3 separate regions of the Mus musculus genome follow, and all the other regions are linked to region 1. A link is a contact called in public HiCAR-type and promoter capture Hi-C data. All regions are on one chromosome and are shown on one strand. The core of a region is the stretch at or near the end of the contact, and the rest is flanking DNA. Distances in the headings are between cores, read along the strand shown.

Region 1 (4,335 bases), core at 888-3,387:
CGGCCGGCCGGATGGTGGTGGTGTACGCCTTTAATCCCAGCACTAGGGAGGCCAGGGAAGGCAGATTTCTAAATTTGAGGCCAGCCTGGTTTACAAAGTGAGTTCCAGGACAGCTAGGGCTATACAGAGAAACCCTGTCTCAAAAACAAAAAAACAGACTAATAAATAAATAAATAAATAAGGAAAGAAAGAAAGAAGGAAGGAAGGAAGAAAGAAAGGAAGGCAAGCAAGGATCCATCTACTTTTCTCTGTAGCCATCACAGGTCAGATAGAAGCTATTACTCTTCTCCTCTAGATTATTACAACACTTAATTGCTTCAATAGTATACCTTTCCCGTAAATTCTTATCTCAGTCTATAGACAGACAGACACACACACCCCATATTACTTCCTTGCTTCAGCCCAGAATGGTTTCCTGTTATGCTTAAACTAAGACAAGAGCCTCAGCTGGTTCAGATGTAATTCCACCACTCAGCAGGAGGACAGTGAGCGCCAGGCTAGCCCAGCTGACATAGCAAAGCCCTCATTCATAAAAAAGATTTTAAAAACCTAACTGTTCAGCTTGTGTCTCTCTCCTTTCCCTATATCCCAGTGCCTACCCCAGCCTCAGGTATACTAGCTTCTTTTCTTTCTACCAATTTCCAAGTTCTTTTTTCCCCTAAAATATTATTATTGAGTCTCTTCAGAAAGTGAACACATTCACGTTTTTAGCTCTTGGAGTGAAGTCCTACCAACCAGTGAGGGACTCTCCATTCAAGCTTCATTCATTTCAACTCAACGTTGCCCTGCCTCTACTCTGAGGTAGCCATTATCCTCTGTAACTATTTTGATTGGTGTCTGTTTTGACCCCCACCCCCGCCCCAAAGAGGAGGAAGAGGAGGCAGCCATGGGCTTTCTACAGTCCATGATCTAAGAATACATACTACATATTTTAATGTTACAAAAAAAAAAGAAATCTCATTTTGAAGAATATTTCCTGACTCATGCAATAAGAAAATTTACTTTCACTGCCCATATAAAGCTGAAATACAGCACTGCTCAATTCAGTTTCTTTCATTGTCTATGTCTACTTTCACACCACACTAGGAAAGCTGATCGATCAGCTATGCTTAAAATGCAGAATTTTTTTTTTCCCAGATAAGATAGGTGAGGCAAATGCCTACATGTGTCTACGTGGGCATTTGGAGAGAGGACTACTGTTAGGGAAATACTACTTTGAATTGGCTAGCGTCATCCCATGGGTTGGGACTCTATGCTCCCTGCTGTTAGGAACTGATACCTTTGAAACTCAGGGCCAAAATAAACCCTCACTCCTTTAAGTTGTGTGTGTCAGGTCTTTTGGTTACAGTGATTAAAAATACTAAAATGTAAACTATTGACACTGTCTTGGCCAGCGCTCCATTCTCAGAGCCTGGTCTCTATCCTGTGAGAAATCACGGCAGCTTGAACAAACCTTCCCTGTCTCCCAAGACTTTTTAGCTGAAGGGCAGGCTGCCATACTTCTGGCTGGCTTCTTTCCTAAGACCTGTAAAAGAGGACTTTAGAATCTAGTAAGGAGCGAAGTGCCCGGAAAACAGGACTGTTTCACTCATCTTGAAATACATAGCCCTATACAGTTGGAAGATTTAAGTGTTATGGGGGTTTTATTAAGAAGAAATTAAATAGTTCTACAAGCGACTTAATACAGTGCTGGGTGTGCAAGAATGTTGAATGGAGGGTTGTCCTCCCTCCTCGGTTTTCCTTCCTGTAACAAGAATAAAACTACCATCTTAATTCTGATGTATGAAATTTCCAAAGATTTAATAAATATTTTTAGAAACCAACCACCATCTTTTACAGGTATAAAGTGTGCCTTGTGGAAAAGCTTTGCACGCCACAAACTATGCAAATGGGTAGATCCAAGTTCTAATATGTTAATGGAGTAGCTTCCCCTGGGGCTGGAAAACATCCTGTTCCACCAGAGGGGCCTAGACTCCGGGAAAATTCAGGAACGTTCTTGGGGCGTGGCCACCGCCGTCCCGTGGGCGGGGCGGGTCCGGGGCGAGGCCTCCCTTTTGGCGCACTGCACGTTGGGACCGCACGGGGGCGCCGCGGGTTGCTCCGCTCTACCAATCGTGGAGCATCCGAGTAGGCGACGGCTTACTTCCGCGTCCGGGCCCGGCTGCGTTGGGCGGCTGCGCCCAGGGACTGGCGGCCGCAGGTCAGTAAGCAGTCGCCGCTCCGCCCGCCGGTGTGGAGGAACCGGGCTCCGGGTGGGTGGCGGGCCCCGAAGCCTTGCGGGGCATCCTGAGGGAGGCCCCGGCCGGCCTCTCTGATGAAACGGGCGCTTTGGGTACCAGGCTTCGTTGTAGACCGAATTGGGGTCCGCTGGCCCAGGAAGACTTTGGCGGGGCCTGGTGATTCCCCATCTTTCCCGGTTTTGTCCAGCCGTGGCGAAGGGGCGTGAGCCCCATGAGCTGTGTTTCTCAAAAGTGTAGTCGGCGCCCGTCCCCACCTCTCAGACTTTGTGAATCAGACCCTGATGTGGCCGGGAGTCTGCCTTTTCAGCAGACATCCTCGACGGTTTGGTGCATCGTGCGGGAACCCTGCCTTCTCACAACAGAGTCCTCAGTGGGTGCATCGAGGAGTGTCATCACGGGGCCTGGCCTTGGGCTGCGGTCCCCAAATGGCAGCTGATAGTCAGTGAAGGGCCTAAACCAGGTGGAAGTTGTGTTAAAGGGATGGTCTGTGGGAGCATCCGTGAGAACCTGAAGCTGGCCCTTCTGGTTCACCTGGCTGCCCTGGGTTGTGACAGGCTCCACTGCTTATTATCAGGCAAGTCTGTGTAGACACCACACACATCAGTGAATTTTTTGCCCCTAGTGTTCTGTGTTAGTAGGGACAGTAAAATTTGTATGATAAAGTTTTTCTATGAATTAGGTAATGTTTCTTCACAGTGTCAGATACACAATAAGCATTCAGTAAATGGAGATTACTAAGAATGGCAGTGCCTTTGCTTTTATTGGGCTTATGGACAAAATAAAAATTAAAAAAAAATAGAGATTTAAACACATGGTGTAAGATCTGTATGAGAGTTTGTTGTGCAGGGGTACCAATTCCGCGCAGAAAGATCTTGCAAGAGATGAATCTTTATGTACGAACATGAGAAAATTCTAGAGAGCAGGTGTCTGTGAACAGTGTGAACCAGTTGGTTGCTCTGCTTCATGATTGGTTAGAGTGCTACTTCCAGGACTTTAAGGCAGCAGGAGGTCACGCCAGTAAGTGTTTTTGGAGGCCTGGACCTTGTTGGGTTCCTAATGAATTTTGTCTATTGTCCTTTTCTCAGATTCATAATGGCATATGGTGAAGTTGGTGTCTGTGGGGAAGGATTTTAGTTGATCATTTAGTAACACTGAATTGGCATGGATTCAGTTGAGTTTAGCAGTAAGTTTTTCACTTACTATGAAAGTGTAGAAGCTGCAGATTTCCAGGGGTGAGGATCTTAAACTTTGTCTTTTAGCCCGTTTCAGATTCCATAGAGAGCTCTTCCCCACAACCTTGTCCGTTTTAAAGCGAAGGAGCTGGATGACAGACAGGGTGTGACCTAAGGATCTAGAGCAGTCTGTAGAAATAGAATTCAGTTTTGGACATTTTATTTGTTTTTGTGTACATGGGTGTTTTGCCTGCCTTGTTTCTGTGTGCTGTAGATGGGCAGTGCCCCTAGAGACTGGAAGAGGTTATCAGATCACCGGAGTCACAGACTATCATTGTAAGGCATATGGTACTGAGAATTAAACCTGGGTCTTTTGTAAAAATAGCCATGTTTTCTTAACCACTTAGCCATCTCTCTAGCCCTTGGCATAAATAGAATTCTGATCTCAGTTAATGATATATTACTTAATTATATAGTTAACTACAATGTAATGATTCCAGTTATCCTTAATTTCTGCTCTTTGTTTCTTTAATCTCCAAAGTTTTATTTCAAGTTCCTCAGTGTATACCTTAAGGGAAATTTTGTAGGATCATACATGGCCTGTCATTTATTGTGCCACATGATTTGTGTGTGTTACCTTAATTACTCCTCTGGAGCTCTTTGGATCATTGCTGCCTCCATCTTATGGATAAGGAAACAAGAAAGTGATTATAAACGATGTATCCAAGAAGCCAAAGATTATAAGTGGTAAAACCTTTTGTCTGTGTTACACACTGATTTCTGCAGTCTAGATGGTTCCTTCAGACTTGTTAAAAACACGTGAGTGCCAAAAAATCATAAGCTTGTCTTGCCTTTGCTTTACCTGTGCCTGCCTGTGCATTATCTTGTATAATTCTTTAAACAGTCACTTTATCAGCTGTGAT
Region 2 (4,335 bases), core at 1,140-3,639, 2.7 Mb after region 1:
CATGCATAATAATAAGAAAGAGCTGCATCCAGTCAGCCTCAGTCGAAATCAGTAGCCTTCTTTCTAGCTCCCTTCGATGTACTTAAAGCATCTTGCTCAGGCTGTACTAGTGATATATCAAATATGAAATGGATGTCCTTTGACTTCATTTGGCTATTTGATTTCCTTTTACCCTCTACAAAATAAAACCTAAGCATCCAAAGCCCTTAGCATAGCTCTTTCCTCATTCCCAGGCTAGCTTCTTTTTTTTTTCTTTTTTCTTTTTTCTTTTTTTTCTTTTTTCTTTTTTTTTTTTTTTTTGCTTTTTTTTTTTTTTTTTTTTTTTTGCTTTGCTTTGCTTTGCTTTTGCATTTTATGTCCTCGCAGTCAGTTGCTTAGTGTTGCTCATTTGTGCCATCGTGTCTCACAAGTCTGGCTTTAGTCTGTGCCCCTCTTCTCCAGTCACATGCTCCCACCTCTCTGTGTCAGTCTCACTTACCCTCGAAACCATCCAGGATATCGTCCCATATGTTCCTGTTGAGTCATCTTTTGTATCCAGTGCTTTTTAAGTACCTGGAAGTGGCAGGCACTTGATAAAGGTAGTGGATACTTAATAAACAACTCTCCAATACCGTAATTGGTGCCAGTGACCAGCAAAGATTCCATTGCTACTGTATAACAGCACAACAGTCCATTCTACAAAAAAGAACATGAAATATGGCAATCACTAATCTTTGTAATGATATGAGTCACTCTTTCTGTCTACTGATTCATCTAATTTACCCAGAATTCCCTTCCGCTGACTATGCCCATCCTTTAACATGGAGACCATGGAATGCTCTCCTATACAAAATGCTTTTGAGAAGTAAAATACTTAAAGAAGTACGGAGCAAAAGATGACAGTGATCCACAGACTAAATAACCCACACGCTCCTTCCAGGGTTTTCATGTGCACAATTTAATGGGCTGAATTTTTCCTCACCACTGGCACTCTCCAGGTTCTCAAAGGAGATCAGGGTTGATTTTGTAAATAGTTGAAGTGGTGCCGAAATCACTTCCTTCCAATCCTGACGCCAGCTCTGTCTCATAGGAGCATTGCTCTCTGCAGGCCGGGTGCTAGGGCAGAACACCAGTTCTCTCCCAGTCTTGAAAGCCATCCTGTGGCAGATGTCCCACTAGGGACAGTTTAAGAGGAAAAGAAGTTGGTACTCAAAGAAGTCAAGTAACCTGCCCAAGAGCATCTCTGTGGTAAGCATGAGGAGACTGCACTCACAAGCAGCCTGCTTCCAGGCCTCCCTCTGAGTGGCTGGAGCACACATCCTATTGTGCACAGCACAACAATAAATGTGCATTGCAGTGGCTCCATGTAAACCACCCTTTACCTCGGCATGCAGCAAATTACCATTTACATTACAAATAAGATTAAAGGAGTCAACTTATCTACATTTGATTTTTTTTTTTTTAACTAAGGCCATTTTGAGACCCATAGCACTGTGGTCAGGCAGTACTAAGTCCTCTAATAGGGGTGTTTTAAGTCAAAAGCATTGGGCTTGTGAGCTGCCTAACCCAAGGGCACTGGCTGCTTTTGAGGTGTGGTTCCAGCACTCACAAGGGAGTTTATAGCCACTTGTTGCCCCAGGTCCAAAGGGTCTGACGCCCCTCCTCTGGGGGAGGGTCCCTGCACCACACACAAGCACATACATAAATAAAATAACAAACCAAGAATGCTGGAGGGAACTAATTCCTCTGTAACTGTCTCATCTTTGCAATTACATAGGATGTTTTTCCTTTTAACTGTTTTTTTCTTTTTTCATTAGTGCATGATAATTGAACAAAAGAAAAATTAAAATCATAGTGACATTTCTATATATCTATTCAATGTACTTTGACCACATTCACTCTTTCTTCCCCAAGTATTTATGAAATAGCTTACGTTTTTGTGCTTTTTTTATACTTGGTGGTTTTAATCAGCACATCTTTCCAGAAAAAAAAAAAAAAAAAAAAAAAACCCGCTGTGTGGAAAGAAGTTTTCCACCTAGGACTGAGAACTTTCTAGGTCTCTCTCTCTCTCTCTCTCTCTCTCTCTCTCTCTCTCTCTCTCCCTCCCTCCCTCCCTCCCTCTCCCTCTTCCTCTTCCTCTTCCTCTCCCCTCTGTTGTTTCCTCAGAAAGCTCACTTCCTTTCTGGAATTAATATTGTTTCCAACACGTTAAGAAACAATCTCTGTCTCTCTCTCTCTCTCTCTATCTATCTCTCTCTCTCTCTGTCTCTCTGTCTCTGTCTCTCTCTCTGTCTCTCTCTCTCTGTCTCTCTCTGTCTCTCTCTCTCTCCTTCTCTCTTCCCCCTCCCTCTGTCCTTTCCTCTCTCCTTCCTTTCCTCCCTCCCTTCCCTCTCCCCCTCCCTTCTGCTTCCTCGGTAGAAGCCGGGAAGCACAGGACTGACCAGAAGAAACAGAAAGAACCGCATCACTTTGACTGACTTTATCTTCTATCCGTAGATAATCACACCAGAGTTGCACTTTTGTCTTTAATTCCGTTTCTGGACACCTCTTTTCCATTCAGCCAACTGGGTGAGACAAAGCCCGTCGGTGCCCTGAGCCGCAGAACTCTGGTCGGGGGCTGGCTGGCTGTAAATTGACGTGGCATGGAAATTCTCCACTAAGTTGCAGCAGCTCACGAGCTCCTCAAAGATCGAGCCCAGCCTCCGGGAGCTGGAGCTAAGGCTCAGTAACAGTAACGTTAAAGAAGAATGGATAAAAGTCCCCAGCTCCTCGCCTTGGACCCGCCGCTTTCTTTCTGGCTATCTGTCATTTCGCTGAAAACCAAATCAAAGCAGTTAGTCTGTAACTTTGTTTTCGCAGCTTAAACAACAAAATTGACCGCGCTTGCTCCTCCGGCTCTCCCCTGCAATCTTAACTCCTTGCAGACTTTGCCATGGGGTGCGGACTTAGGAAGCTGGAAGACCCTGATGAAAGCAGCCCTGGAAAAATATTTTCTACCCTGAAGAGACCGCAAGTGGAAACAAAGACAGAATTTGCTTATGAATACGCCCTGCTGGACTTTACTTTACAAGGTACTCCTTATTTCTATTGTAGCTAGTGTCTGTCTCCAAAATAAGAGAAGACTACGTTTCTGAAGTGTGGACCTGTGGAGTCTTAAGCTCTTTTCCATAATGAAATTGGTCCATCTAACAATGACGCTTTGTTTCTTAATTATATTTGGGGAGATTTTGGGTTGTATTTTGTTTTGTGTGCTTTTTTTTTTTTTTAACATGGCTTATATATACTATACAAAATTAAGAAAACTACTTGGAAATGTTCCTTTTATTTTTAAAGCAAATGGGACAAATGTTTGATTTCTAGGCCAAATTGCTGGAGCCTTAATGACAGCTTGTGTTTTGAAAAGATTTGAAAGGCAGGGACTGTGGGCTATGGGCAGTGCTACTTGTATGCAGTTGTGGAAAACTCCGCCAAGGCAATTCTGAGGTGGCCAGTGTGCTGAATTGTGTGTTGCTCATGTGATAGGTTTGACCAAACTAAAGGTTGAAAGAAATTAGTTGTTTTTGGTTTTGTTTTAATGGGGGAAAGTAGCCTACAGAAGGCACTCCCTCGGCTGGGTGCTCCGTCCCTAACAGAGAAACTCTGTTCCAAAAAGTTGAAAACACAAACAAACAAGCCCAGATGGCAGCTCCAGCAAGGGAAGGGAGGGAAGGGGCTGAGGTGCCTCCTCTTGACCCAAGTCTTTGCCTCCCTCCTCTCTGGAAACCCTGAATACTGCTTCAGAGTCCCTGAGACACAGGACATAGCAGGGTTTAAAGCGAACTGCGTCTGTAATTATGATGTGCTAAAAAAACAAAGAAATTAAATTTAGAGAAATTTGCTTGCTGAATTTTCCAAATACTAGTATTAAGTTCCTATTTTAATTCTTTGATTCTACAGCCCATTAGTTAATTGAAAACTGTACTGCGCATCCAACTAGATGCTTTTACTCCCTACCACCACTGCCGCCTTCCCCCTGAAAACAGTGCATCTTTGTGCACGAAGCAAGAGCAGCCCATTTTTCTTTGTTAAAAACTGAGCTGGCCAGCAAGTAAAATTCAGAGACACAGAAGATCTGTACCTGTGCTTCGAACATATTCCCCACTTTTTTTGATCAAAGAATCCAAGTAAGGACAAGGCTGCCAAAAGAAGAAAAGTTAATATTCTCAATGTTCTTCTTTGTTGTGTGAATTTAAAGTGGATTGAGTTAATGCTGATGGAAAAGTAGCCAAAAAGTCATGAATTTTTATATGCCTTTTTAAAAAGTCATTCGGGAAAATTCTTTGAGACAGGGAGCTTCTACAGTGTGGTTCTCGTCCT
Region 3 (4,335 bases), core at 1,330-3,829, 2.6 Mb after region 1:
GATCCTGGAAAAGGAGAACTAAATCCCAGTAGTTGTCTTCTGTGTACATGCACACACACTCACAATAAATGCAATTACTTTTAAATTTTTTAATGAGATTTGAATAGAAAACTGAGGTATGGTAGGCACAGTCCTGTAATTAAATGCAGTAATCAAAGGCTGAAGCAGAATGACCATGAGTTAGGTCAGTGTTCAGTGTATAGTTCTAGGTAAGCTGAGCAACACTGTGAAACTCTGTCTGACAATAATAATAATAATAATAATAATAATAATAATAATAATAATAATAATGGAATGTATTTAGCCCAGCATTGGGTACATAGAAAGGTCTGAGACCCTTCCCTCCCATTTCCTGCCAAGACAGCATTCCCAGCCTTAATTATGGCCATTCCTGGCCCTGTAGACCCTCAATGTATATTAACATTCCCACAGTGTTTTCATCACAGCTCACACATCTTTTGTTTGTATTTTATTTTAAGCATGTTTAGGTATAATTATCATTTGTACAAATTGGTCTTTTCTCCCTTTCTAATTTATTTATTTTGATGATATCTTATGTTACCCAGACTGGTCTCAAACTGTGGGCTCAAGTGATCCTCCTGCCTCAGCCTCACAGGCAATTGGGAATACAGTCACACACAACCATCCCTGGCTTCTCCAACATTCAGATGTCTTGAGGACTTGTTGAGGTTTGGTTTGTTGCTATGTACTGTAATACTAAATACCGGCTATGGTTGACTCAGGGACAAGAGATGCTTTATGGCCTTACTCTTTGATTTAAAACTACTGGCTGAATAAGGATGCTGACAGCCTATAGATAGGAAGAAGAGAGGTAGGTGGGGTTTCAATTCTTGGGCTTGGGGTTGGAGAAGGAATATGAGTATGAAGGAGAGAGAGAGATAAGACAGCATGAGGTATGTGAATCATGAAAACATGGTCATGAGGGCTGGTCATTTGGAGCTAAGAGCTATCCAAATGAAACATGGCAAGCTATAACTTGGGATATTTGATAGGGAAGTGGATACTAATACCGTAGAGGGTATTAGTAACTGCCCAGCTCTAGTATATAAGGTTTGTCATAAATGTAAAGAGTTTTCGTCTTTTATCTGGGAACTGAATGATCATAGTTGGAGAAGAGACCCCAGTTGAGTTTAAATATTTTGGCAACAAGGACTAATGTCTGAACTTTGCCTTCCAGCAGCATATCCCATTATGAGCATAAGAACTGTACTGTCTACTAAGTTGATCCAATATAATTTTGTGTGATTCAGCCAAGTATTTTTTAAGTTCCTTTTGGATAAGAAGTAAAAGAGGAGCTGAACTGAGGAGTGTAGCTATCTTCCCTAACACAGTCACTGTTCCCTCAAGTTTGTTCATTATGTCAGACCAAGTATTTCCTGTGACAAGTGGCCTTTTTAGAAGATGCTCCCTTCAAAAGTAACTATTCTAGTAGGAAAGAAAAAGACTTCAGAAGAAAAGAGCACTAATCAAATAATAATCAAATCCTTAGTTACAACTGGAGGGATAGAATGCCCAAAAATCAATTCTAGAATATGTACTTAAATCTGAATACACATCTGTGTATTATTCCTTTTCCACAGAAACTCAAACCTGAGAAAATGAGTTTAAATTGTATGCAGAAAAGTATTCCAACTGCTAGGATGCTTCTACAATTAACAAAAATTGTTTCCCATCTTATTTTTGGTAAATAACTAAGCTTTTGGATATTTATTCTTGATAACTAACCTTTGGACATATTAACATTAATATTGTTGCTGCTTACTCTGAGGACAAGTTATGTAACTTTTTACAGTTGCTGATACTGATCTGATGGCTTAAAGCCCTTAAAAGCCAGCCCATTGAGATGAAGAATCGGGGTTGCAGAGCGCTAGGGTTAAAGCTACAGCTTTAGACTTTGACCCAAGTATTTAGCCACCTATTTACAGTAGAAATGACCATAAAGCACTGCACCGGAAACAAGATATGTGTATGATGGATAGTTGCTTATAATAATGACAGTCCTTATTACATGAATTTATCTAACAGAAATTACATACTACTTAAGAGAGAAGGTAGGCTCTCAGGCACTTTTTAAAAAGTCCTTGCAAAGGAGTCTTTGAACGGAGTTCCCAAAGCTATGGGGCCAAGTCTAATGAAGCTGGTTCCCTTCCCTTAGGCTCTCTCCTACTTTTATTTTATTTGCTTGTTTGTTCTTTTATGGGAGAGTGGGGGTGGGAGGGAGAGAGGGAGGGAGGGAGGGAGGGAGGGAGGGAGGGAGGGAGGGAGGGAGACAAGGTCTCACTGTGTAGCCCTTAAACTAACTATCCTTGAACTCGGTATATAGACCAAGCTGACCCTGAACTCAGAAATCCTCCTACTCTGCCTCCCAAGTGCTGAGATGAAATATGCATTATTAGCCAGGAGCGCAGGGCAGCTAGCCTACCAGGGGCCTGAACTGCGCTGCCCCGCCCTCCCTGGCAGGGATGAGTGACAGCGACAGCGACAGGTGCTGAGAGCAGAGGCGTCCGCTGCTTCTGTGTGTGGCGCCCGGAAGGGGGAGCAGAGTTTGCACGTGGGAACTTGTCTTCCTGTCTTCGAGCCAGCTTTCGGAAGTCCCCAGAGGCCACTCTCTGTAGTAGACCCTAGAGGTCGGCCCTCCAGGGCAGGGAAGGCTCGCCGCTCTTGCCTTCCGCGGCGCGTTCCCCTCCGCTCGCAGTGCTCGCGTCCGTCCGTCCAGCCGTCCGTCCTGCCGCCGCTGGCAGTCGCGGTGCGCGCCGTCCGTGCCGCCGCCCCGGCGGCCCCGGGACTTGCGCACAGCGCCACCGCCACCGCCGCCGCGCAGCCCGCCTCCCCCGCCCCCACAGGGCAGCTCGCCCGGCTCGGAGACTGCGCCACTGCAGCCGCCGCCGTCGCCGCCAGGGGGAGCGAGTCCCCGACGGGAGACGCGCCGGCTCGCTTCCTGCGAACGCGCCTTCCAACTTGAGCTTCCCGCGAACTCCGGAGATTAGAAAGATGGAGACCGAGTCCCGGGCGGTGAGTGCTGAGGGCCGGCCGGACTCTGCGCGGCCCGGCTTCGGACGGGCTGGAAAGAGTGGACTTTGGAGTCGAAAGCCTTGCTGTGGGGTTGGGAAGGAACGCGCCGCGGGAGGGCAGCGGGCAGCCCCGCTGAGGAGAGCGGCCCCTCGGGCTGTGTGAGAAGGGGCGCTGGGGGTGGGGGAGGCGGCGCTGGCCCTCGGTGGGGCGGACGGGCAGCTCGGGGGAAACGGCCATCGGCCAAACATGCCTAGCGAGCGGCCGCCCTCAAGTGTTCCCGCCCGGACGGCGGCGCCCTCGACGGCTCGCCCTTTTCAGGACACGTTCTCGCGGGCACGAGTTGCGCGGCCGTCGTCGACGCCCCGACCCGGGGCAAGGCCTGAGCCCGGGAAGGCCTGAGCTACGCGCGCTGCCCTGTCAGGCCTGGGCCCGGCTGGGGCCTAGGGGCCCCCACCGCCCCCGCCCTCCCAGTGCAGCCTGGTAACGTGCCGCGCCCCGCCCCGTGCCCGGCCGCCAGCCAATCAGCATGCGCCCACGCAAGGCCGCGGCCCCGCCTTGCACGAGGCGGCCAGCGCGTGGTAGGTGCCGTTGAGGGTTCCCGCCACCGCTGCTGGCGGGTTTGCCTGACAAAATTTCTCGCTGGCTGGCCTTCTTTTCCCTCCCGCACTTTGGTGGGGAGGGGGGAGACCCTCGTGTCGGTGTCCCGGTCCACGATGACCCGAGAGAACCCGAGGACGTTGTCAATCCGGCCATTTGCCCCATCGCCTCAGCCTGCTGGCCTCCGAGGGGAAGGAGCACCGAGGCGGTGACTGCGACGGTTAGCCCACCTCTTCCTTTGTCTTTGCAAAGATGATCCATCTCGAGGTCGAGGTTAAGCCTCAGAGGAGACGGCACTAGGGCCATGTTACCTTGGAAGAGCATCTTAAGAAACTCGTTGGTGGTCGAGCTTTACGGGGAAGCAGAGGGTCCAGACTAAGGATCCTGGAGCAGGCAGCCTCCTAGCTCCATGCTTTCAAATGGTTGACAGTGGGAGGTTCCCTCTCCTCAAATTCAGTGCTAACCTCGAAGGAACTTGATGTTACCTCTGTCAGAGCCTTGTTGCCTCTAACCATAAAATGGGTTCTAGAATGTTACTGATACTTCGGTCCTTACCCAAATGTTGACCAAGTACCAAGCAGGTCTCTCCTGAAACCTGGTTTATACAGTCAACAGATAGATAGGCACTGAACACTTGCTATGCGATGTTTCTGTTTTGCATGTCGCAGTGAGTTAAAAAAAAAATAGGCAAGCATCCTGTCTTCA

The links. Promoter capture Hi-C pulls out the DNA fragments that hold promoters and counts their contacts. HiCAR-type assays count read pairs that join an accessible place to other places.
Region 2: a HiCAR-type map of astrocytes shows a contact between it and region 1, with 5 times the contacts expected there. The contact joins the promoter of Rftn2 here to the promoter of Kctd18 in region 1. A contact is called at or near these places in 1 of 39 promoter capture datasets (the C10 cell line), 1 of 115 datasets of contacts at active chromatin or transcription factors (astrocytes) and 2 of 9 other capture datasets (adipose tissue and liver).
Region 3: a promoter capture Hi-C map of pre-B cells shows a contact between it and region 1, with 4 times the contacts expected there. The contact joins the promoter of Boll here to the promoter of Kctd18 in region 1. A contact is called at or near these places in 2 of 39 promoter capture datasets (hippocampal neurons and pre-B cells).

The regions. Positions count from the first base shown.
Region 1 is chr1:57,967,886-57,972,220 of GRCm38.p6, reverse strand. Kctd18 (potassium channel tetramerisation domain containing 18) reads left to right here and starts at 2,137. Exons shown (of 7, transcript NM_001159864.1): 1 at 2,137-2,200.
Region 2 is chr1:55,224,836-55,229,170 of GRCm38.p6, reverse strand. It overlaps Rftn2 (raftlin family member 2), which reads left to right and starts at 2,389. Exons shown (of 9, transcript NM_028713.1): 1 at 2,389-3,050. The coding sequence starts at 2,912. Gm10561 (predicted gene 10561) reads right to left here and starts at 2,554. Exons shown (of 4, transcript NR_166489.1): 1 at 2,421-2,554; 2 at 479-675.
Region 3 is chr1:55,361,997-55,366,331 of GRCm38.p6, reverse strand. It overlaps Boll (boule homolog, RNA binding protein), which reads left to right and starts at 2,579. Exons shown (of 11, transcript NM_001368767.1): 1 at 2,579-3,033. The coding sequence starts at 3,013.